3 separate regions of the Mus musculus genome follow, and regions 1 and 2 are each linked to region 3. A link is a contact called in public HiChIP or PLAC-seq and promoter capture Hi-C data. All regions are on one chromosome and are shown on one strand. Each heading gives the region's core, a stretch centred on a gene start, on an enhancer-like site or on the middle of the called end of the contact. The rest is flanking DNA. Distances are from core to core; before and after follow the strand shown. Region 1 holds the start of Atf3 (activating transcription factor 3). Region 2 holds the start of Tatdn3 (TatD DNase domain containing 3). Region 3 holds the start of Ptpn14 (protein tyrosine phosphatase, non-receptor type 14).

Evidence for each region. Promoter capture Hi-C pulls out the DNA fragments that hold promoters and counts their contacts. HiChIP or PLAC-seq counts read pairs in DNA pulled down with a chosen protein or histone mark.
Region 1: a contact with region 3 is called in an H3K27ac HiChIP or PLAC-seq map of extraembryonic endoderm stem cells. The contact joins the promoter of Atf3 here to the promoter of Ptpn14 in region 3. A contact is called at or near these places in 2 of 39 promoter capture datasets (both in embryonic stem cells), 2 of 484 Hi-C or Micro-C datasets (both in embryonic stem cells) and 2 of 115 datasets of contacts at active chromatin or transcription factors (embryonic stem cells and extraembryonic endoderm stem cells).
Region 2: a contact with region 3 is called in a promoter capture Hi-C map of trophoblast stem cells, with 7 times the contacts expected there. The contact joins the promoter of Tatdn3 here to the promoter of Ptpn14 in region 3. A contact is called at or near these places in 4 of 39 promoter capture datasets (the 3T3-L1 cell line, embryonic stem cells and trophoblast stem cells).

The regions. Positions count from the first base shown.
Region 1 is chr1:191,182,008-191,184,919 of GRCm38.p6, forward strand. Atf3 (activating transcription factor 3) reads right to left here and starts at 1,326. Exons shown (of 4, transcript NM_007498.3): 1 at 1,086-1,326.
Region 2 is chr1:191,061,360-191,064,313 of GRCm38.p6, forward strand. It overlaps Tatdn3 (TatD DNase domain containing 3), which reads right to left and starts at 1,551. Exons shown (of 10, transcript NM_001357166.1): 1 at 1,442-1,551. The coding sequence starts at 1,498. It overlaps Nsl1 (NSL1, MIS12 kinetochore complex component), which reads left to right and starts at 1,662. Exons shown (of 6, transcript NM_198654.3): 1 at 1,662-1,913. The coding sequence starts at 1,680.
Region 3 is chr1:189,726,866-189,729,740 of GRCm38.p6, forward strand. It overlaps Ptpn14 (protein tyrosine phosphatase, non-receptor type 14), which reads left to right and starts at 1,403. Exons shown (of 19, transcript NM_008976.2): 1 at 1,403-1,799.

The DNA.
Region 1 (2,912 bases), core at 76-2,575, 1.5 Mb after region 3:
TAGGAACGCTGGGTGGGGGAGCCTCCACACTGAACATCCCTCCCTGGCTCCTTTTACTTTAATTATTTTAGTCTAGAAACAAATCTGTCAAAAGCTGGCTATCTGAAGCACACAGCGCACAGAAAGGTGCTGGGCGTGTGGGCCTGTAATTTCAGCACTTGGGAGGCTGAGGCAGGAGGATTGGCCGGAGTTTTTATGGGCAGTCTGGATTACAGAGTGAGACTCTGTCACGAGAATACAAACAACCCCCCCCCCGCACGCCCCCCCCCCCAAGTACAAGTGGTTCCACACCCTGGTCCCTCCACCCGCTTGATCCGATTCCTTCGCTTCCCTTCCAATACATAAAGAAACTCAAGGGCCGGTTAAAAGTCAGCCAGAGCACAGCAAGTCACAACAGCGAGTGAGGCTGGAAGTGACGTCTCAAACCTAGCGGTCCGAAGTTAGCTGGTGCGGAGACCTCTCGGCCTTCAGCCCCGGGACAGCGCCACACCAGGGCTCGCCGCCTCCAAACTTATCCTAACACACTTTCGCTCACAGCGCTCTACGCGGTCATGCTGCCCAGATCTCTGCTCCGGGGAGCGCAAGGCGACCTCCAGCGGCTGTGCCGGACCTCCGTTCGAGCGTCCGGTCTTCATTCATTTAGCTCGATACCGGGAGCAGCGCTTCAACAAGCCGCGGCCACTGCGCCTCTACGCGGACTTAGGAGGGACCCGCTCCGAGTCCAGGGTCCGGGACAAGAAGTGATGGATGGAAGAGGGGACCCCGATCGCCAGAGTGTGAGTCACCTCCGCGCACCAGCACCCACCTTCCACCCAGACGACCTCTCCTAGTTGCAAACTGAGAGCGCAACTCCTCCGTCCCTGGGCATCTTTCACGCCTCGAGTCAAAAGAGAAAGTTCGTTCTTTCACTTTACCAGAAACTTTTTACCAGCTAAGAACGGCAGCGGCAAAGAGCGGCTCAGCCGAGCGACTGTGGCACGGACACTAGGGCTTCAGTCTCCGGTGGCGCAAGGGTCCCGGGACTGGTCACCAGAGGGGAACTTAGGGTGAGGAGGGCAGCGCTCCTCGGTGTGGCTCTAACTCACCTCCAGTCTTCGCTCGGGGCGGCCAGGGTCCAGAGAGCGGCCAGAGGCGGGTGGTCTGTCCCGCCGGCGGGCGAGCGCCAAGGACTCTGCCGGAGCGCGGGTTAGCCGATTGGCTCCACTGGGGAAGCACCGTGCGCGGCGTCTCGCTGAGTGAGACTGTGGCTGGGAGCGCGTTGCATCACCCCTTTTAAAGCCCTCGCGTTGGCAGGGAGCCCGCTTAACTCCAGGTTACCAATCCCAGGCTGACGTAATGCTATTAATAGCTTCCAGGGAGAACTGGCCAGAGGAGGGGTGAAGGAGGGACGGGGGCGGGGCAAAAGGTGGGTGGAGACCGCGGACTTGGTGATGCAAGTGCGAGAAGGGGCGGTCACGGCGCGTCCTGCGTTCCTCGCACGCCCGGGACACACACACCCGCCCGCCCTCTATCTCCTTATCAGGCTGGGAGCCGCCCGGGCGCACCGCCAGATGTGCGTATTCGCCGCTGCGTGTTCCAGGCATGAGCCAATGGTGCCCAAGCCAGCGGCATGACTCCACCGCCCTGGCATCTCTCCCTCCGCTAGGTTGGGGAAGGGGGGGTGGTGGTGCTGGGAGGCGGATCCTGGCAGTGGCCCAGACTAGGTGAGGCTGGGAAGCGGGCACGACCTTTCTCTAAAATGTGTGGTCATTTTTCTAAAACTTCAGGAAAATGTGCCTTCTTTGACCAGCGGCCTAGCCTAAGGAGGGGGCGGGGAAGGGATAGCGGTGACAATCTCCCGCGTGAAGGAGGTGCCCAAAGTTACACTCCGATGAATCCACACCGTTACCCGCCACTGTGACCTCCTCTGCCGGGGACCCAGCTAGCAGCTGTGGGTTAACGTAGACATTCGGCAGCCTCGTGCTCCCACGCCCACGGCCCCCGAACTCGCTAGGAACCCGAAGTGCTAGTGACCGGACGCGGTCAGTTCGGTTGTTGTTTTTATTTTTAATAACAACCACAAAACGTTTTTAAATGAACAGGGAATTCTCCACGAAAGCAAGAGCGTAGAAAGAGGAAAGATTTGGAGAGATCAGAGCCACCTAGCGCAGGGATAAGAAAGGGCTGGAAAAAGGCGGCTCGGCTAGTCTGGGAAAGAGGACGCTTTGATCTCTACGCTCCCGGTTTGGGCGGGGGTGGGGGTCCGCCTGGATATCAGGAAAGAAAAACCGGCTCCAGGTTTCGAGTGTCTGTCTGCAGGAACAGAGGGCTCTAGGGATACGGTGGCCGGGACTGAACGCGCACCGCTTAAAGCCGGAACACCGAGCCCTCTTGTACTCAAATCTGGTGGCGGGAAAGGCTGGGCAAAGGACTCGATTTCAGGCCAAAGCCTCAGCAGACCTGGGTTTGAAACTTGAAATTAGTTTCCCGGTTCTGACCCAGTAATTCCGAGGGTCTGAGCTGAGCGCAAGACCCTGAGCGGGACTCCATAGCTCATCAAGGGTTACACGTGCACAGACTGCGGCCCAGGAATCGCACACCTGCCTGGCAGACTTTGGCGGGCACATGTGGGGCAGGACGCTGAGGTGTAAAGACAGAGGCACCTGCTAACGCCCGCCTTTGAGAGGAAGGCGATCAGAAGGTCACAGGGAGGTAGTTTGGGGTGTGAAGCAGAACTGACCGGTGCCGCTGCCTCCATAGCACCTACCACCCGGACTGTTACGGTCCTGAGGAAAGGTCGCCGACGGTAGTACAACCGTAAGCAACTGATGGCCCCAGAGACAGACATTTCGGGCAAAATCAAGTTCTCTGCACCCGGGTTCCTCAAGTCCAAGGCAGAGTCTCGCCCTTCACAGGCCTCTGCCCTCCATCGA
Region 2 (2,954 bases), core at 301-2,800, 1.3 Mb after region 3:
AAGGAACAGAGTGGCAGAAAATGAAGTCACCCTCCTCCTTACTCTCACAGTCCATGATGCACACTATATCAAAACAGAGATCTCTGTTGCCAAACACACAGAGCTTTCCTGTCCTCTCTCACTCTGTCCCTCAGAGGCTTCTGGACATTTCCCTCATGATTTGCTTTCACAGCCTAGTGGTAGGTAACTCTTCAGTCTCCTTGACTGATTCTCTGTCCTTTTTGTGACTTCAAGCTCTTCTGTTCTCTTTCCACTTGCCTTAAGGGATTCTGCCTTTTTCCTTTGTTTGTTTAACATCCTCGACCACACTATGTAAGATCTCTATCACTAAGCTATATCCTCCCCTTCTCGTGGTTTTTGATACCATGCTGAATCTCCAACTTACAGAGTTTTTACTCTCTCCAAGACCCACGACTCACATTTGAAATGATTATGTATTCTAATCTTTCCACTTGGATGAGATCAGACTTAACCAATATCCCCCCACTAGGATTTCCAGCTGCCCACCTGCCCACTCTGATCCCAAACCTTTTCTCGTCTCAGCAAAGGCCATCACCATCTTCCTTACAGGAAGCACAAACTGAAATCTAAGTCATGCTCGATTTCTTCCTCCCCTTGCTGTTCTTATCCAAGGCATGCATGTACTGTTGGTGTTATTCCTAAAATTTGTTGAGTACATGGTATTCTCATGATATTCTCACTGTACTGGCTTCTACCAGCTCTTGTCTGTAAACTGAGACGTTTCCTAAATGCTCTCACTTTCTCTCCTCCACCTTTTTGCCACTCAGCAGCAAATTTGTCTTCAGAATATTCGCTCTCTATATATATTTAAAATGGGTTTGTTTTTAAACTTTTAAGGGTTAAGACTGTGCATCTAATGCAATCCAAATGTCTTACTGACCTTGACCTACCCTTCCCAGCTCCTGGAAATTTCTCCTTTATTAAGTGTTTCCAGCTGCTGGTTAACTAAAACAGATCAAATTCTATAATGTATGGGAGGTCTACAACCTGCCGGTGTTCATCACTACCATACACTCACACCCTAAGCGTCACCTCCTAAGAAAAAGGCACCTACTTCTCCTTCCTCTTCACTTTCCCCAATGTAGCCGGTAAAACCTATTTCCATCCCTACACATTCACTCCATCAAGTGTTATTATTTTTGTTTGTCCCTCTGCCGGGCCAGAACTAGAACCTCTGCTAAGGGCTTGGATGGATCAGCACACCTCAAGAGTGGTAGGAGAAAGGGGTGTTGAGACGACAAACTAAAGCTTCATAGAAATAGTTAACCGCCGTGTAAGATGAGGAATGTCAGTTCCAGGACGCTGGTTCGAAAGGGTCGCCATAGACTAGGTACGGTCTGAGGATTTGGGGGAGAAAAACTTGCGGGAAAGGAGACACGGCCCTCCCGACTCCCGCAAGCCCCAAGTCCCCCTCACATACGTTGTCAAAGTCCGAGGCGGAGAGATGGCAGTGACAGTCCACTAACCCCAAACCCATAGCTACTCCTGCAGGCTTCTCGACTGCAAGCCAGGCGGCGGAACTCTGGGGCCGCGGAACCCGAGGCGGAACCTTGCGGCGGCGGCGGATCGGGTTTCCAGTCGGACGCGTGCAGGAGCGTTCCAGGGAGGGAAGCATCCTTCCGGTCTCAGCGATTCCCGCCTTAGTTTAAACCGGGAAGATGGCGGCTGTCTCTGAAACAGTGCTCGTCTCCGCCCCGCAGGACCACGATGCCCAGGCCGCCTCAGACCCTCAGGCCACGGCAGCAGACTCTCCCCTAGAGGACTTCCGAGTGCGCTGCACCTTGAAGAGGGCGGTGATGGAAGTGATGGAGATGTGCGGTCGCTTCGTGCAGGAGCTCGGGGCCGTGCTGCCGGAGGACGTCCGCGAGCTCGCGCTGCGGGACGCACAGTGGGTACGGACCCCTCTTTCCCGGTCCTCACCCAGCGCATCCTGGCTCTGGCTCGGGGCCCATGTCAGGCCTTCGCAGATGGAACGATGCCCAAGACTGGCTTGGGAAATGCCAGGGAAGGCAACTAGATGCTAGTGCCGCCTGGGTGCTGCTTCCTGTCAGGAACATACAGGGCGAACACGTATGTAATCTTAAGAAGCAGGCGGTATTAAGTGTACCCATATTCTTGAACATGTACAGCGCTATACGTATAAACAAGGCATCACATTTTGCTTTCATAGCAAGCTTTCAAATCTTGTGTTTTACAAAACATTTCTTTTGGTAGTTAAGTGCGCAGTAAAGACAAAGTCGCTCTCCTGTGGGCCAGCGCAACTTTGCTGGTTGGTATGAGGAATTCTCCAGGAAATGATAATCCTTGAAGTCAGTCATCTGGCTAGGTTTTTGGTCATTGTTATTGTTTTTGTTTGTTTTTATAACATCGTGTGGATTCGGGGAGAAAACATTTTCTTTTTAAGTTGAAAATAGATGAAGAAGCTGTCTTGGTGTTAAATTTTACCAAGTTCTAGTTGAGCTGGTCATGACAGTGTATGCCAAGTACTCGGAAGGCAGGGGCATGCAAATCTCTGTGAGTTCGAGACTAGTCTGGTCCACGCCGTGAGTTCCAGACAAGCCAGGGCTACGTAGAACCTGTGCATCCTGTTGCTCCCCCGGCACCCATAAACCCTTAGAACACACTTATTTCTCCTATATTTTGTGTACCCCTGAATATGATGGTTTCTGGGAAAAGACACTAGAGATCGAAGGACTGCTAACTCAAGCAGATAAACAGCCTATATGTAGGGGAAAGTTTCAAGCTTGTAACAGCACATTCATGACCAATGACAAGAGTGCAGAGTAAATATAGAGGTTGTCAGCATCAAAAACTAAAACAACAGTGGTTAAGGGAAAGAATAATGAAGAAACCTTCCTTGGATTGTAGTTTTATACCCCAGTTTTGGGAATAGTAGCTCCTGTGTTATTCTCTCCTTAGAAGTAAGGCAAGGA
Region 3 (2,875 bases), core at 153-2,652:
AGCCTCCTTTGCTTTCCATCCACCCCATTTTGCCCCCTCCACGCCCCCCCCCCCCCGTCCTCTTTTATTCTTCTTGGTTCTGTAGAAGAACACTCAGAAGCCAGTTATTAACAGACTTGCTCTGTGGGCACAGAGATCTTTCTTTCTTGTTTTGAGGTAGGGTCTTGCTATGTAGTCTAGGCCAGCCTCGAACTTGTGATTTTTCCTGTCTCTGCCTCCAGAGTTGGCATGAGCCATTTTGATAGGATAAGGCCTGGAAGTTTTGTGTCCCTTGCCTGTACAGTGAAGTAATTTAATGATATTTTGGGTGACAAGGACTTCAGGGTCCTTGAAAGGACTGGTCTTAAGATTTCAGGAAGAGAACAGATGCCAAGACATGCAAAGCACCTTAAAAATATAGGCAACTCCTTTCACTTCACAATTACTAAACCCAAGGATCAGGGGTAGGGGGCTGGGATCTTCCTGAGTTAACCACTGGGCCAGCAACTCCGCGGGGCCTAATACAGGTTTCCTTGCCCGGCCGAGTGCCTTTTCCATTACACTGGCTGCGCCTCAGTAACCCCACCTCCGAAAGTGCTAACGCAGTTCCCTCCCAGTGCCTACCCAGGCGGGGTGGGGCCCCCTCCGTGGCATGGAACAAACCGGGAAAACCACATATTCCAACTTCCAGCACACAAAGGCTGGTTGGCCGTGGGGGCGGGGTGGGAGGACCGGAGCTAAGACTCACTACTCAGAGATCCTAGGATTCTGAGGAGAGCTTCTAGATTGCCTTCTCAAGGAGGCCACCCTACTTTGTCCCGTGTCTCCTGGGCGGTGGCGGCATGGGGGCATCCTGCTTGGAGACCTCCCTCAAATAAATGGCCTGTTCTAGCTCCAGTGTCCCACCCCTTAGCTGCCCACGGAAATCTTGGAGGGACGGTCTTTTCCTTTCCTCTTTCCCCTCCGCCTCCTAAGCGTCACACAGTTTGGTTGATTTGGGTCATCGCCCCCTCTCCACTTCCAGTCTATCTCACTCCGGGCACTTTCCTTTAGTCCACCGTCCCACACCTTGGTAGGGAAAACGCGCTCCAAAGCTAGCCCATTAAAAGTGCACGACTTCTGCCCGGCCGGCCGAAGGAGCTCCCGCAGCCTGGCATTCCTCGGATTCCAGCGCTGTGACGTCCCTGGGGACCGTGCGCCCGCAGCGGGGGAGCCCGGGCTCCTCTTTTCAGCGCAGGGCGCGCGTCCCCGAGGCTGGCGCGCGCCCTCCCCGGACGCATTCCTGGCCCGCCCAGCGAGCGCCCCGCGCGCTCCCCGCCTCCTGGCCCCCAGCACTGCGGAGCAGAGCCCGGGGCGGGGGAGCGCGGCCAGCGGCGCCTGCTCGTCCCCTCCCACCCGGCCCCTTCCTCCGCCCTCCCCGGCCGCTCGCGCTTCCTGGCGCTCGGGCTCTCCGGAGGCTCAAGTTCTGCACAACTTCTCCCGGCTGCCCAGCGCCTCGGCCGCGGGCCCGGCCAGCTAGCTGCGCTCCTCGGCTCAGCCGTCTCGTCCACAGGGCAGGTCCTCGTGGAGCATCTGGTACCAAGTGGCCGCTGGCGGTCCCTCTCTGCGCCCCACCTCTCTGATCGCCCGGGTCCCCTCGCGTGGGACGGCGGTGCTTAGGTTCTTGGCCCTTTCTCCTCCCCGGTGCGCCCGGCGCGCCGGCCGCTGCGTAACCCTCCCTGCGCCCCTCCTCTGCCAGCTCCTGGAAGCCAGTGGTGGGGACCCAGACTCCCTGATGGTCAACGTGCGGCACCCGGGGCACTCCCGGGCCATGTAAGCAGGTAAGCTAGCCGGTCGGGAGCAGATACTCCAGGCAGAGCCAACTTCGTTCGCCGCCGGGGACGCCGGGATGCGCGGTGGGGGCGCCAGGTGGCCGGCCGCCGGTTCTCTTCGCTAGCAGTGCTCGCTCGTCCGGGATTGAGCTGGAAGGGGAGCGCGGTCTGGGACTCGGATTCAGCCAAAACATCGCCTCCAGCTCCTGTTGTGTTTGCGAGCAGGGGAACAGAGCGCAGAGCCCAAAGCTTGTCCTGTGCCTCTGTGGGCACTGGGTTTGTGAGGGGGTTCTTGTGCCCTCTCCCCAATACCTCAGCCTTGATACCAAACTCCTGAGTCTCTTGGCCCCGGCTTGGGTGATCCTTACAGGCGCGCAGGGAAAAATACCTTCATCTCAGACCAATCTCCAACTCGAACTTTGCAAGTTCTGAGAGTTAACAGCCCCTTTCCCACGTGACGCCACATCTAGTTTTAAATCTTTGGGAATGGTTTTCCTATCTTTTCTGGGAGGAATTGATGTGCGCTGTCACTATCCCGCTTTGCCCTTCTTCCTTTGGTTTGAGGAGATATTGGGGTCTTGAGTTTAGTTGGTTCACGGATTAGCTGGGTCCTACTTAGGCGAGTTCAGACTGCTGCTGAATGGGTGTATGTATGGTCAATTTCCAAAATGCGTTAATTTCTTGAAATGGATTTCCTCCCTCATTAATTCAACAAACTCAGTGGTGAGTCTTCCCCTGTGCTAAGAGATCACATTACAAGAGTCTGCAGCACCCTGCAGGCAGCCGTGGGCGGATGGGGACATGTGCTGTGAGAGAGGGGTTCTGAGACTCTTGGGAAGGCCAGGCCCTGGAGGAAAGGGGTTACCTTCGTTGAGGGAATGATGCTCAACTTAGGAGTGGTTGAGGGACCGCATTCCAGAGGAGGGAACAGCTTGGGCAAAGTGAGGGGCGCGGAGAGGGGCGTGCAGAAAGTCTTGGAGAGCGACCTGGTGGCTGGCTGGGCATGTATGGGCAGGTTGGTGCAATGTTGCTGGCATAGTTAGCCCCCACCCCAGCAGAAACGAAACCGGAAGTCTTTTACCCAC